2 separate regions of the Mus musculus genome follow, and region 2 is linked to region 1. Evidence: chromatin contacts called from public HiChIP or PLAC-seq data. All regions are on one chromosome and are shown on one strand. The core of a region is the stretch at or near the end of the contact, and the rest is flanking DNA. Distances in the headings are between cores, read along the strand shown. Region 1 overlaps Slc15a1 (solute carrier family 15 (oligopeptide transporter), member 1). Region 2 overlaps Dock9 (dedicator of cytokinesis 9).

Evidence for each region. HiChIP or PLAC-seq counts read pairs in DNA pulled down with a chosen protein or histone mark.
Region 2: an H3K27ac HiChIP or PLAC-seq map of embryonic stem cells shows a contact between it and region 1, with 6 read pairs. The contact joins two enhancer-like sites. A contact is called at or near these places in 6 of 484 Hi-C or Micro-C datasets (CD4 single positive thymocytes, DN3 thymocytes, embryonic stem cells and 3 more), 4 of 115 datasets of contacts at active chromatin or transcription factors (CD8 T cells, embryonic stem cells and memory CD8 T cells) and 1 of 9 other capture datasets (embryonic stem cells).

The regions. Positions count from the first base shown.
Region 1 is chr14:121,475,510-121,481,911 of GRCm38.p6, forward strand. It overlaps Slc15a1 (solute carrier family 15 (oligopeptide transporter), member 1), which reads right to left. Exons shown (of 23, transcript NM_053079.2): 9 at 6,238-6,320; 10 at 5,147-5,233; 11 at 4,460-4,549; 12 at 2,883-2,927; 13 at 2,722-2,754; 14 at 2,550-2,638; 15 at 456-537. Among named protein-coding and RNA genes, the nearest start is that of Gm33299, 22 kb to the left of the region's middle. Within about 2 kb of position 3,057, at least 50 of the 459 cell types and tissues checked have an H3K27ac peak or open chromatin away from gene starts, as enhancers often do.
Region 2 is chr14:121,543,657-121,550,058 of GRCm38.p6, forward strand. Dock9 (dedicator of cytokinesis 9) reads right to left here. Exons shown (of 54, transcript NM_001081039.1): 52 at 2,900-3,000; 53 at 2,310-2,448. Among named protein-coding and RNA genes, the nearest start is that of Slc15a1, 42 kb to the left of the region's middle. Within about 2 kb of position 3,430, at least 41 of the 459 cell types and tissues checked have an H3K27ac peak or open chromatin away from gene starts, as enhancers often do.

The DNA.
Region 1 (6,402 bases), core at 1,807-4,306:
CCTTATTTCCAGCAGGCAGCACTGGGCTGGTTTAGCACAGATTCACCCAGCAGGTATTAGGATCCGTTTAGGAATTATCCCTTAGGAGAGATATCAGAACCCAAAATGTGTTCCTCTGTGAGGAAGACGGTTTATGCATTTCCCAAGTGCCCGTTTGTGACAAGCTTCTCACCAAATCTGTGCTGGGAGCGATTCCACGAACTTATCTCCCATTACAGAGACCATAGCACAGGTGGAGTCACTCGCCTAGACTTTTCTCATACCGAAGCCCGCCCATTAGCTCAGGACCTAGCCGTCGCCCACTCACTGCGCTAACTGATGGACTACTTTGCCCCACCCCCGCCCTGTACTGTTTTTACTCCAGGAATTCCTGCTGCATATGGGGAGTTTCCCCTAGTCTCCTCTAATCCTCCCAGCCCAGAGAAGGAAGATGCTGAGCCCAGGAGAAGACTCACATCGATTTCCACCTGCACAATTGCAGCCACCACAAAGGCCATGGACGCCAGGAACATCCCAACAGTCATCTTCTTCAGGGATCTGATGCAGACAAGAGGAACGTGAACCCCAGCCTGCATCCCCCAGACGAGCCAAGAGTAAGCCCTAAAGGAAAATCCTCCTCACCTCACATCCCCTTGGCTTCCCTGCAAAGACAGCTGTATTGGAAGCTGCTGGTGGTGTTTTTATTGTTTTAGGATTTTACGTATGCATGTCAATGTGAGTATATGCCCACATGAGTGTGAGGGCGCTGTCAGTATATGCACACATGCATGTGAGGGTGCTCTCAGTGTATGCACACATGCATGTGAGGGTGCTCTCAGTATATGCACACATGCATGTGAGGGCGCTCTCAGTGTATGCACATATGCATGTGAGGGTGCTCTCAGTGTATGCACATATGCATGTGAGGGTGCTCTCAGTGTATGCACATATGCATGTGAGGGTGCTCTCAGTATATGCCCACATGCATGTGAGGGTGCTCTCAGTGTATGCACATATGCATGTGAGGGTGCTCTCAGTGTATGCACATATGCATGTGAGGGTGCTCTCAGTGTATGCACACATGCATGTGAGGGTGCTCTCAGTATATGCACATATGCATGTGAGGGTGCTCTCAGTGTATGCACATATGCATGTGAGGGTGCTCTCAGTATATGCCCACATGCATGTGAGGGTGCTCTCAGTGTATGCACACATGCATGTGAGGGTGCTCTCAGTATATGCACACATGCATGTGAGGGCGCTGTCAGTATATGCACACATGCATGTGAGGGTGCTCTCAGTGTATGCACATATGCATGTGAGGGTGCTCTCAGTATATGCACACATGCATGTGAGGGTGCTCTCAGTGTATGCACATATGCATGTGAGGGTGCTCTCAGTATATGCATACATGCATGTGAGGGTGCTCTCAGTGTATGCACATATGCATGTGAGGGTGCTCTCAGTATATGCCCACATGCATGTGAGGGTGCTCTCAGAGGCCAGAAGAAGATGCCAGATCCCCAGGAGCTGGAGTCACAGCATTTGTGAACTGCTCCGTGTGGATGCTGGGGTGGAAACTGTGGTCTGTGTGCTTGAGAAGCAAGCATTCCTAACCATTGAGCCATCTCTGAGTCCCTCTCTGTTACTACTCATGACCAGACTAGTGGGGTCAAATAGAATGCCTATTCACATTCTCACATTCAACTTCTAAAAATCCTATGATCACAGCTAATGTTTTCAGGCTTCCATTAATAGCATTTTTATTTATTTTAAAGGGCATTTCAGAGGCATTGCATATAGACATCTCTTTTTAAAGCTCTGTGTGTGTGTGTGTGTGTGTGTGTGCGCGCGCGTGCGTGTATGCTGTATACAAATGTGTATGGATATGTACAGGCCCATGTGTGCACATGGGGAGGCCAGAGGATGTCAGATGTCTTCTGTCCCTGTCCATTTTACTTTCACAAGGCAGGACTTCTCACTGAACCTGTAGCTCACCATGTTTGGCTAAGCTGGCTAGCCAGCAGCTCCAGGGATCTGCCCATTTCTGTCCCCTACCTCGGAAGTTGCAGATGCACACTGCCATACCTGGCCTTTTGCATGGGCCCTATGGATCTGAACTTGGGTCTTAATGCTTGCACAGCAAGCACTCTTACCCAGTGAGATATCTCCTACCCCCCAATATTTCTAAATTTATTACTTTGAAAATTTCATCATCAGCCAAGCCCGGTAGCATAGGCCTATAATCCTATCTACTTGGGCAGTACGCAAGTTCAATGTCTAACTAGGCGGCAGGGTGAATATAGGGCCAGCCTTGTCTCAAAATAGAAATGAAAAAGAGGGCTGGTGTTCTATCTCAGTAAAAGAATATTATTTGTCTGGCATGTGTGAAATCTACTAGGTTCAATTGCCAGTACTGCAAAAATAAAATAAATAAATGTGCCATCACCTCGATGGGAGCTTCTGGAAGCAGAGCATTTACGAGGCCCTGGACCAATAGCATCTCAGTCAACCCAAGCCAAACAGCCACCAACTGCATCTCAGTCAACCCAAGCCAAACAGCTACTTACGTGAAGTTGAAACCACATTTTGCAATGAGCGGGTACACCACAGCGTCCACAATGGGGACCATGATGACAATCAAGATGGCATTCACCGTCTGCAGAGGAAGTGGAGAGGGGCCTTTAACGCAACCACAGGAAACACGTGGGCTTTGGAAAGTGAGCTGAGCCTTTCTCCTACCTGCATCTGGTCCGGCTGAATTTCAATTGCTCCCTAAAAAAGAGGAGGCAAAGTCTTACTGAAAGAAAAAAAAAACATGGAAGGGAAGAAGAAAGGACTGAGGGACTAAAGCAGGGCGGTGGTGACCAGGAGGAGGGACAGACCAGGACAGGCAAACTTACAATTTTCCCATTCATGGTCGTTGCTTGCAGTGTCCATCTGGAACCCTAAAAAATTAACACATCGATTGTGTCATGGAGGATGTGGCTTTTTAGGATGTGGTATATCACCAGCAAACCTTCTAAATCAGGACTGAAATCTCTAATTTGCCTCTCGGCTCTGTCACAGTTCTAGGAAGACAAAAGCCAGTGGCACATCCTGGGCTTTGTGAAGGACCTCTGAGACAGAGCTGTCCTCGGGAGATATAAAACTGTGTGATTACATGGTACCACCTCTCAGGGTAAGCTCATCAGGGCCCTGTGTTCTACAGGTGCCAGTGTCAGTATCTAGAACATTACAATGGTAAAGAAAGCCAGGGAGGGGTTTTAAATGCTTTATCATAAAGATAGTAGTGGTCTTAAATCACGGCAGCCTAATTACAGATCATCTATCTGTCTCTTACACGATGTGATGATTTTTATGGAAGACTAAATGCTTAGTGGATCGATATAAATCCATCAGCTCCCCATGGGAAGTGGCCACCCTGCCCCTGTTCGACTCTTGAGTTTGTACCAGTCACCGGGGACTTTGTCTGATTTGGGCCTCACAGCAGAGGTAGGTGAGTAGCACAAACATGATCAGAAGGGTTCCAAGTGATGAGCCCATATCACCCAGCTACCAGCAATGCCTGCATTCTGAGTGTGAGTCTGACCCCAGTTAGGCTCTTTCCATACTCAAGGTGGCTCCTTTGCCCTTCCTAGGCTGCTGCATACTTCATACTACCGACAAGGAATATGTGTTTGCTCAAACATTCTCCATGGATCGCCTAGCCTTCCAGTAATCCTATCTGTGCATAACACATGCTTGCTCTCAGTCTCTAGAAGAAGCAGAGTTTTCTTGCTTTGACTTGTGAGTATTGTGCACTGGGTTGTCTGACAGGAGTGTGCAGGACTCCAGTGTGTGTCCTATAGATGGCATCGTATCTATGTGCTAACTGGACTTAGGTTAGAATCACAGCAGTCAAGTAGAATGTGAAGTTAGGAGGGACATGGCATAGGGCAGTTGGAAGGAGGTAATGGTGAATGTATATGATAAAAGACACTGTATATGTGTATGGATGTTTTAACAATTAAAAAGAAAGTCCAGAGCCACAGGTCTGGTCTGGTCAGGAACTGCTTCAAGTACAAGAACTTGTGTACAGTCATTTTCAATTCTGTAGGGCACTTCTGGTTCAAGTATTCCATTTTAAAGTGGGAGAGTTGAATCAAGCCCTGTTAATTAGAACAGTCCTCAAGTCTCTTCAAAGGCAACACCTTTGACCATGCTGGGTCAATAGAACAAACTCTCTCTGCCCTCAGTTGTGATCCACAAGTGTCCCAGATGCTCTCTGAGGAGATCTCCCCAGGGTTACCCTAGGGAAACAAACCTCACTTTCTTCACTGATTCACAATAGACATGCGGGTGGATCCTTTCAGGATACATTCTAACCAAGAAACTCAGTAAGATGCCAAAAATTACTGGGTGTTTAGGAGCTGAACACCCAGCATAGCTGGGCACATGGCAGTACTTAACTACATTCTGATCAAACGAGAGACATTACCTGCTGGTCAAACAAGGCCCAGAACATGGGGAGTGGGATGTACAGGAACATCACCTTCGTGACCATCTTAATCTGTGAGATGAGCCGCTCCTGCAGGTAGACAAATCAGCCAGGGCTGCAGTCAACAGCAGTCGCTGCTCTGCTGCCAAGTGGGGATGTTTGCATCTAGCTGGGAGGAGACGAGTCAGTCTAAAGGATGTGAGCGCGGGTTTCTCTAGGAAACCAGACATTCTAAACAGGTGACCACCGAGCAAGAGTAGCTGTGTGGGAGGCCAGCCGCCACAGCTCACTAACTGTTAGTCTCAAAGTCGGTCATCACCACCCAGCCCTTCTCTGTTCAAACTGAAGTCATGTGATCTCATGGCCTACACCTAACAGAAGATGACCCAAGTGAGCAGCTATGAGGGCGTCATGTTGCTTCACAATAAGTGATAACCATCCTTTTAAAGTCTTTTCAGAGCACTTGTGCATAGTTGTATTCCACACGCTATTAAACGCTCGGAGGACATGGCCAAGGGTATTGCCCATGTGCTAACACTCTGCACTGTGTTCTCCAGTCCACACACTATTAGCATTGGGAGGATGCGGCCGAGGGTACTGCCCATGTACTAACCCTCTGCACTGTCCTTTCCTCCCATGCCCATTTCCTGGAGTAGCTAGGGCCACTGCTGCAGGAATATGACTTACGTCGTATTTCTCTTTAGCCCAGTCCAGCCAGTGCTCCCTCTTGGGATATGCCTTACTTCGGTGCCGAAACCTGTTTTTGATGGCAAACTGGAGGAAAGAAAGAAAAAAAAATTAAATTTTAAGAGAGAATCAACTACCTCAGAAAAACATGTTTCAGTGAATTCCCTTCTAAAGATCAAACATGGGAGAATGGCACACTTTCCACTGGTGGATCCTGTTTGCCTGGGCTGGAGTCTCCTTCCCAGCAGTTTACCCTCCAGTCTGCCTAGAAAAGCATGGTCAGTAGAAATGTAACAAACACATGTGCAGTTTTGTTTTCTAGCAGTGAATTAACAAGTAAAAACAAAATATGTAAAAATCCATCCCCAACCCCAGCAGGGTTTCTCTCTGTGGCCCTGGCTGTCCTGGAACTTGCTCTGTAGACCAGGCTGGCCTTGAACACAGATCCACCTGTCTCTGCCCCTTTATGCCTCTGCTGGAATTAAAGGTGTATGTCACTACCACCACCAGGGTCTATTTGGTAAGTTTTATAAAGACAAAAACACCCAAGTACCCTCAAAATGTAATCTTAAGGGGAAAATCAAAACTTTGTTGAATTTTTTTTTTCTTTTTTAAAACTGAATTTTGATTTAAAGAAGGTGGAAGGTAGAGAAAAGTTCTGGAGTGATTGATTCAGTGAGAGGGAGAGAGGGAGGCAGAAGAGGAGGGGGAGGGGGAGGGAGAAGAAGAGGAGGAAGGGGAGGGAGGGGAAGAGAGGGGAAGGGGAGGAGGAGGGAGTGAGAGAGGGATAGAGGGGAAAGGGAGAGGAAGGGGAAGAAAGTGGAGGGGGAGGGGGAATGAGTGAGAGGGGGATGGAGGGAAAAGGGAGAGGAAGGGGAAGGAAGTGGAGGGGGAGGGGGATTGAGTGAGAGGAGGTGGAAAGGAAAGGGAGTGAAAGGGGAGGGGTGGGGAGGGTGGAGGAATGAGTGAGAGGAGGGTGGAGGGGGATGGGAGGGAGATAGGGAGGAGGAGGGAGAGTGAGTGAGAGGGGGATGGAGGGGCAAGGGAAGGGAAGTGGGAGGGGACAGGGAGGGAGAGGGAGGAGCACTTACACCAATGCACTTGGCCACTTTGCCCATGATGTTGCCCTGGGGCTGGAACTTCTTGTACATTCCACTGCCAAGGACAAACACAACTGCACAGGGCAGAAGAAGAGGCATCACTATAGAGTTCCCTGTGGTCTGAGAGATGCTCACTTATCTGCGTGGTCTCCTTGG
Region 2 (6,402 bases), core at 2,180-4,679, 69 kb after region 1:
GGCAATGCTCTGGCAGCCGCCACCTCAGGTGACATCACAATTCCCCTTCCAGCTGTCGTTCTGCAGAAAGGTATGCGCAGCTAGGCTTGGGCTTCAACAGTTTGCATAGATGGTTTAGCGTATCTATAAATGCCCATCTTCCATTCAGATTGTAAGGAGAACATCAAAAAGAATGTACTTTGTTTCCTTCACAGTGTAATGAACGGGAGCCTTCTAGACCTCCCGAATCTGAGGTCTATCTCTCTCTCACCTCCACTGAGACAGGAACTAGTCTTGTCTCTGAAGAAAACCTTTGGAAGTGAATTCGGATCACCCGTCTCCTCTTCTCAGGTCTTACAGACTTAAGGGCCTTTTTCTGGCAAATAAGACCAGGAAAGGATTGGGTGTAGGGTTTGATCTCTAGCTGCAGGGAGGCTCAGAAGACCAGACCCATGCAGCTCTGGGAAGGCTAAAGGCACCAGGCCAGGCCACGTTTCTTTCTGTGCACGGGCTCCAAAGGGTTTAACCTTCACAGATGCTGAGACAATGGGAAGTTTAGAGACCACTGCAGTTACTATCTGCTCAGTCCAGGAGCATAACAGATCTAGCCCATCACTCTCTCTACTTCTGCCTTTCTTAGTCCTGACCCCTGGTACCCACTGGTCAGGCTCTCCGTCCTACAGGAATCTGGAGGTTTCAAGGAAAAGATCCCAAGCTTTCTCCAGCAGTTTGTTCCCACCAGCCTCCTCTCCTTTGTGCTTAATTATTCACACAGTAAGAATTTAATATTTCCATTTTTTCCTACTTTTAAAATTTGTTCAGAAGAGAGGCTTTTTCCATTGCACATGCGCAAACCCACGATTGCTCAAACCCGGTCAGAACCACATGTGATTTGGTTAGGGGAGACAGTTTATCAGAAAAATAAAATAAATGGCATTACCATCCCATCTGAGCCACGCAGCGTGGAGGAGGGAAAGAAAAGCAAGGATGTTAAAGATCAAATAATCAAGCTAGCTCCCCAACAGATGCATCTCTCATAAACCTCTACACCTAGGGCTCAAACACGGCAGAGGGGTGGAAATATCGTAAGAGCCAGAAGATGAGGGTTTCTGCTGTAGGATGGGGTCTTCTATGAAAGACAGGGAAAAGCCCCATGATATCATAACAATATGGCTGACATGCTAACACGGATGGGGGAATCTCACAAGACCATCCTTAGATGAAGAGCTAGAGATGGTTAATGGCTGCTGAGGAGGAGAGAATCTGTTTTCTCCTAAGGAGCTCCTGTCAGGTTTTCTAAACACCACACCTAGGAGTAACGCCAATAGACTCAGCAGGTTGGATTTACAAATGTATGCACATATACGTAACAACTAACAACGAATAAGGAACCACAAGGTTGAGAACGTGTGTGTGTGTTTGTGTGTGTGTGTGTGTGTGTGTGTGTGTGTGTGTGTGTGAGAGAGAGAGAGAGAGAGAGAGAGAGAGAAAGAAAGAGAGAAAGAAAGAGAGAGAGAGAGAGGTGGGGAGGAGCATCAAGGAGGTAGGTATAACTGTAGTATCCATATATGAAATTCTCCCCAAAATAAGGAAGAAATTTCCATTTATCATCTGATAAGGCAGGCTGACAAAAAGTCCCAGCCTCCATTCTGCAAGACCAGAGACAATACTCTGGGCGACAGACAGGGTGCGAGATCCAGGAGCTAATGTGACATACAGTGACTGGGCTTGCTCTGCATGTTCCTTGCCATGGATCTCTGCTTGACACCCTGGCTGGGAATGTCCTCTGATGCCTGCTGGGACCACATGGGGGATTCACAGAGGAAGGACAGAAAGCACAAGAGATTGGGGAAGGAAGCCCTTGAAGAGAGAATCAAGGAGTAAGGAGCCCTGTGTGTTCTGGGGTGACAACTGTTCACCTGGAACAATCCTACGGTTTTTGTTTTTTGTTTTTAAATGACAAAAGACGCCTACTCCAACAGATAAACCAGGCAGTCAGCCCTGTTCTATCAAAGGAAGCTGTAAGCACAGCATGGATGTGGTTTCTCTGCCTTGCTGGGGTAGGCAAAGGCAAAGCTTAAGAAACACAGAGAAAGACGAGACACTACGCTACTCCCCTCCCCAACACACACACACACACACACACACACACACACACACACTGCTTAACGTGACCTAGGAACACGTGCTGCTTGCTTCTCTGAGTTATGGTACGTTACACTTTCTCTCAGAGATGATAATTCTGGACTACTGGAAGACTTAGCTTACTATCAGGAGTATTTCAGACCCCAACACTTCCCACACGCTGCCCAGGCCAGTGTGGTGCTTACCTGCTCACGCATGATGTCGGAGAGCTCCTTGGCCATCTCCCTGTAGTTGGCCTTCATCTCTTCCTGGTACTCCAGTTGGTCTTCTTTAATGAGACGCTCGTTCACTGCCAAGGCTTGACCACAAGCTTCCACAAATTGCCTGAGTGAGGTAAGAGAGGAGAAAGGAAGTAGGAGGGGACGTTGGCCCAGCTGGAAGCATCTGTCTCTTGAACCAGAACAGTGCTATGGTTTCGCTGTGTAACACCCCCAGTCATCCTTTGTTAAGTGTGGTCCCCAGTGTGGTGCTATTGGTAGGGCTTTTGGAGGTGGGACCCAGTGGGAAGTCTGAAGGATGCTGGTGGCATGTCAATGGAGGGGGCTGCAGAACTCAAGACCCCTCCTTAGTCTCCATGCTTCCTGGCTGGTACACAGGAGACCTGGCTATACACTCCTCACCACAGGCCCCAGACAATCTCAAACACTGTGTGTGAGCTCGTCAACCTTTCCTCTTTATAAGCAAACTGCCTCTGCTGTTTGCTATAGTAACAGAGAGCCGACAACCGCAGAGAAACAGATGACTTTCTTAAAGAGAAACTTTCGGTGGGCTTTACCTGAAAACTTCCTTCAGCAGTTTCACCTTATTGTCAGGGTATCTTTTTGTGTTGGTGTCATCGAGGAAGGCTCGGGCATATGCTAGCGGACCAGCATTGACCTGGTGAAGAGCAACGGTTTGATAGTGTGTTAGAAGAAAAATGGCTGGTATTGTTTATTTGTGTCAGTCAGTTGCCATGGAGTCCAAAGGCTGTTTAAGCAAGTCAGTCAGGATCACTGATTTTCATGTACATGAAGGCCAAGAAAAACAAACCATAAACTCAGTTACATCATTATACCTGGCTTGATTCCATCACCTAAGCCATCCTCCGGGTCTTGTGAGGGAATCAGCGTAGGGGACATATGGACTTATTTAGGTCTGAGCAACCAGAGTGCAACACCAGAGCCCAGGTCTCCAAACCCAGGAGGAAAGTTCCTTCAAACAGGGTTTTAGACACTGGAGTTGGTGCTACATTGTACTGAGCTAACAGGTCAACCTGGTGAACCTAGTGAGAGATAAAACACAGGGCAGTGTTTGACTGAGCCATATTCCCGGCTCCTACAAGCCAGGAAACAAAACCAAAGCATTGTTCATTTCACGGGACGGTACAGGCAGCCACAGGCCGGCCGTCTTGCTGACTTCAGCTGAATTGCACTGGAGATCAAATATTATCAACATTCAGCAACATGGCAGGATGCTGCCAATTCCCAACCAGTCAATTAGAGTTCTCTGGAGGTGGTATTCCACACAAGACAGGAAGGCTAGATCAGGAGCCTCAGAGAGCTCGGGGAAGGACTGCCCAATCTCTTCTGGAAGATCCGGTGGGCTTAGAAGGCAAGGGAGGGAATGCTGATGCGTCATGTGTAGGACTGTGTAGCACTCTCAGAATCGGGCTAGGTGACTTTACCGCAGCTATGGGGACACAGGGAGGCAGAAGCTGGTGTCGGATGCAAGGCCTCAGCAATGGAGTACTAACTTCCTGTAGTGACTGAATGTGGCAGCCTCTGCATCAGGTTGTGTGGAAATCTAGCTAATGGGAAGCCAACCCAAAGACTATGTGATGTGTGAAAAGTCAGCCCAGTTTTAAGCAGACACAGACACAGAGCTGCTGAGTCTATGCAAAACATAATGCAGTAAGATGGTGGAGAGCCAAGCTAAAGAGGCAGTGAGAGCAATGGCCCTGGGAGCCTCTGGGAGCCAGAGTTACTGAAATGCTGAGAGGAAAGAAAGCTAACTTTCTTTGGCCTCCGCTCCATTATCCAGGTGGGCACCGTGTGAACTTCAAGTCTTCATTTCAGTATGGGCTTCATTGTTCTTTAAGGTGACTGACTGGGTGTTTTAATAAAACCTCAAAGGCCATCGTTCAATGGCTCTGCATGCTTTACATTCCAGAGAGTTCAAGCTCTCTGGCTCCGCCCCTTCACTGGCTGGTGGATTAAGGCTCCATGTTCCCGGGTCAAGTCATCGAGTGACGTTTTTTTTAGCTACAGAAAATGTGGCCTCTGGCCCTGTTGTACAATCATGTTGTTGCTAGAATGTTGATATTCCCTTTGGCATTTAAGCTTGTAGGACATGAGGGAATGACTAAAAATATCTATAGATACTTTTGTGGTCAATGACATTTGGTAAAATACTAGCTTAAAGCTCATGGTTCCTTACATGTGCATCTGAAGAAACAGAGAAAAACTGATTTCAGAAACTGAGTCCTGGGTGCTGAACTTACAAAGTGAACACCTGTGTAGCCTTCACAGACTACACTTGGAGGAGACAACTATGAACTCTAGGGATACACGGAGGAACACACAGGTGCTCGAACTCCTTATGTAAGTATGAAGTTGGTCACTGCAGGGAGCTGACTTAAAATTTACCTGATACCTAGTTAACTCTCTGTCCTGGCTGGTTTTGTGTGTCAGCTTGACACAGACTGGAGTTATCTCAGAGAAAGGAGCTTAAGTTGGGGAAATGCCTCCATGAGATCCAGCTGTAAGGCATTTTCTCAATTAGTGATCAAGGGGGAAGGGCCCATTGTGGGTTGGTGCCATCCCTGGGCTGGTAGTCCTGGGTTCTATAAGAGAGCAAGCTGAGCAAGCCAGGGAAGCAAACCAGTAAGGAACATCCCTCCATGGCCTCTGCATCAGCTCCTGCTTCCTGACCTGCTTGAGTTCCAGTCCTGACTTCCTTTGATGATGAACAGCAATGTGGAAGTATAAGCTGAATAAACCCTTTCCTCCCCAACTTGCTTCTTGGTCATGATGTTTTGTGCAGGAATAGAAACCCTGACTGAGACACTGTCTGAAATAACTTTTAAAAGAAGAACATGTAAGTCTATAGCTTGGTACATTTTCACAAACAACATATGCATCATTACAGGCGCCACCACACGTGCTATGCATTTCTCTAAAAGGACAATCAATCAATCAATCAATCAATCATACCGATAAAGCTACCAGTAGTACCCCTGTTAAAAATCCCAACAGTGCGATTCTCTAAAATCAGACTTGAGAAACGACACACCAACAGACAAGCCGACACAATTGGGGACTCTCATGACACCCAACCCTAGATCCCACCCTAGATGAAGAGCTATAGGCACTGAGAAAAGAAGACTCCTCCTTCTCAGGGGACAAGCCCCTGACAGGCTATCCAGTCCCAACAGGTCTGCCTGAAACACCCACACACCCACGAACCCCCCCCCCACACACACACGAGAGAGAGAGAGAGAGAGAGAGAGAGAGAGAGAGAGCGAGAGAGAGAGAGAGAGAGAGTATATAACACTGAATGGCTTCAGCAGGCTCTGTATGTGTGATAGTTTAAAAATTCCGAGAAGGAACGAAGGTTATGGGAGGAGCTGGGAAGGATGATATAAATACATTTTCATATATGAAATTCTCAAGAGGAAATGAATTCAAAAAATGTTACCAGCACACTTAACTTGATTGGGTGAAATCAAAATGAAGACCTTCTGATAACCAAAAATAAGACAAAACAAAACCAAACAAAACCCACAGTGAGGGTGAAAGTCAAGGTGTTTTTTTTCAGATGCAATTTTCATGGAAACTAAAAACCAATGGTTTATGGGAAAGCCTACTGCTATCCATATCTCTTAGGCTTTCAGAGTATCTTGGCAACCATGAATCAACATTCTCCAAGTCACTGAAAAGTCAGGGTTCCAAGAGGAGTGTACTGTCTTTAGCAAAGAGCTCAGTAAGGCCACCAGGTTGTAGGCAGGACTGGGGGTAGGTAAGCCTACTGCTCCCTCTAATAATTGAAGCTATGGTACCAGGGAAACTGGGAAGTACCTGGTGTAGGACAGATCTTTCTGGTGTGAAGGGACTGGAGCCTATGAGCTGAAGGGAAATCCCTCTACTGTAGGTGCTCTTGAGCTCACCTGGACGCTCACACTGCCCTGCAGGGCTCTTCAGCTCACCTGCATGCTCATTGAATGCTCACACTGCCCTGCCGGGCTCTTCAGCTCACTGGACTCTCACACTGCCCTGCCCGGGCTCTTCAGCTCACCTGGAC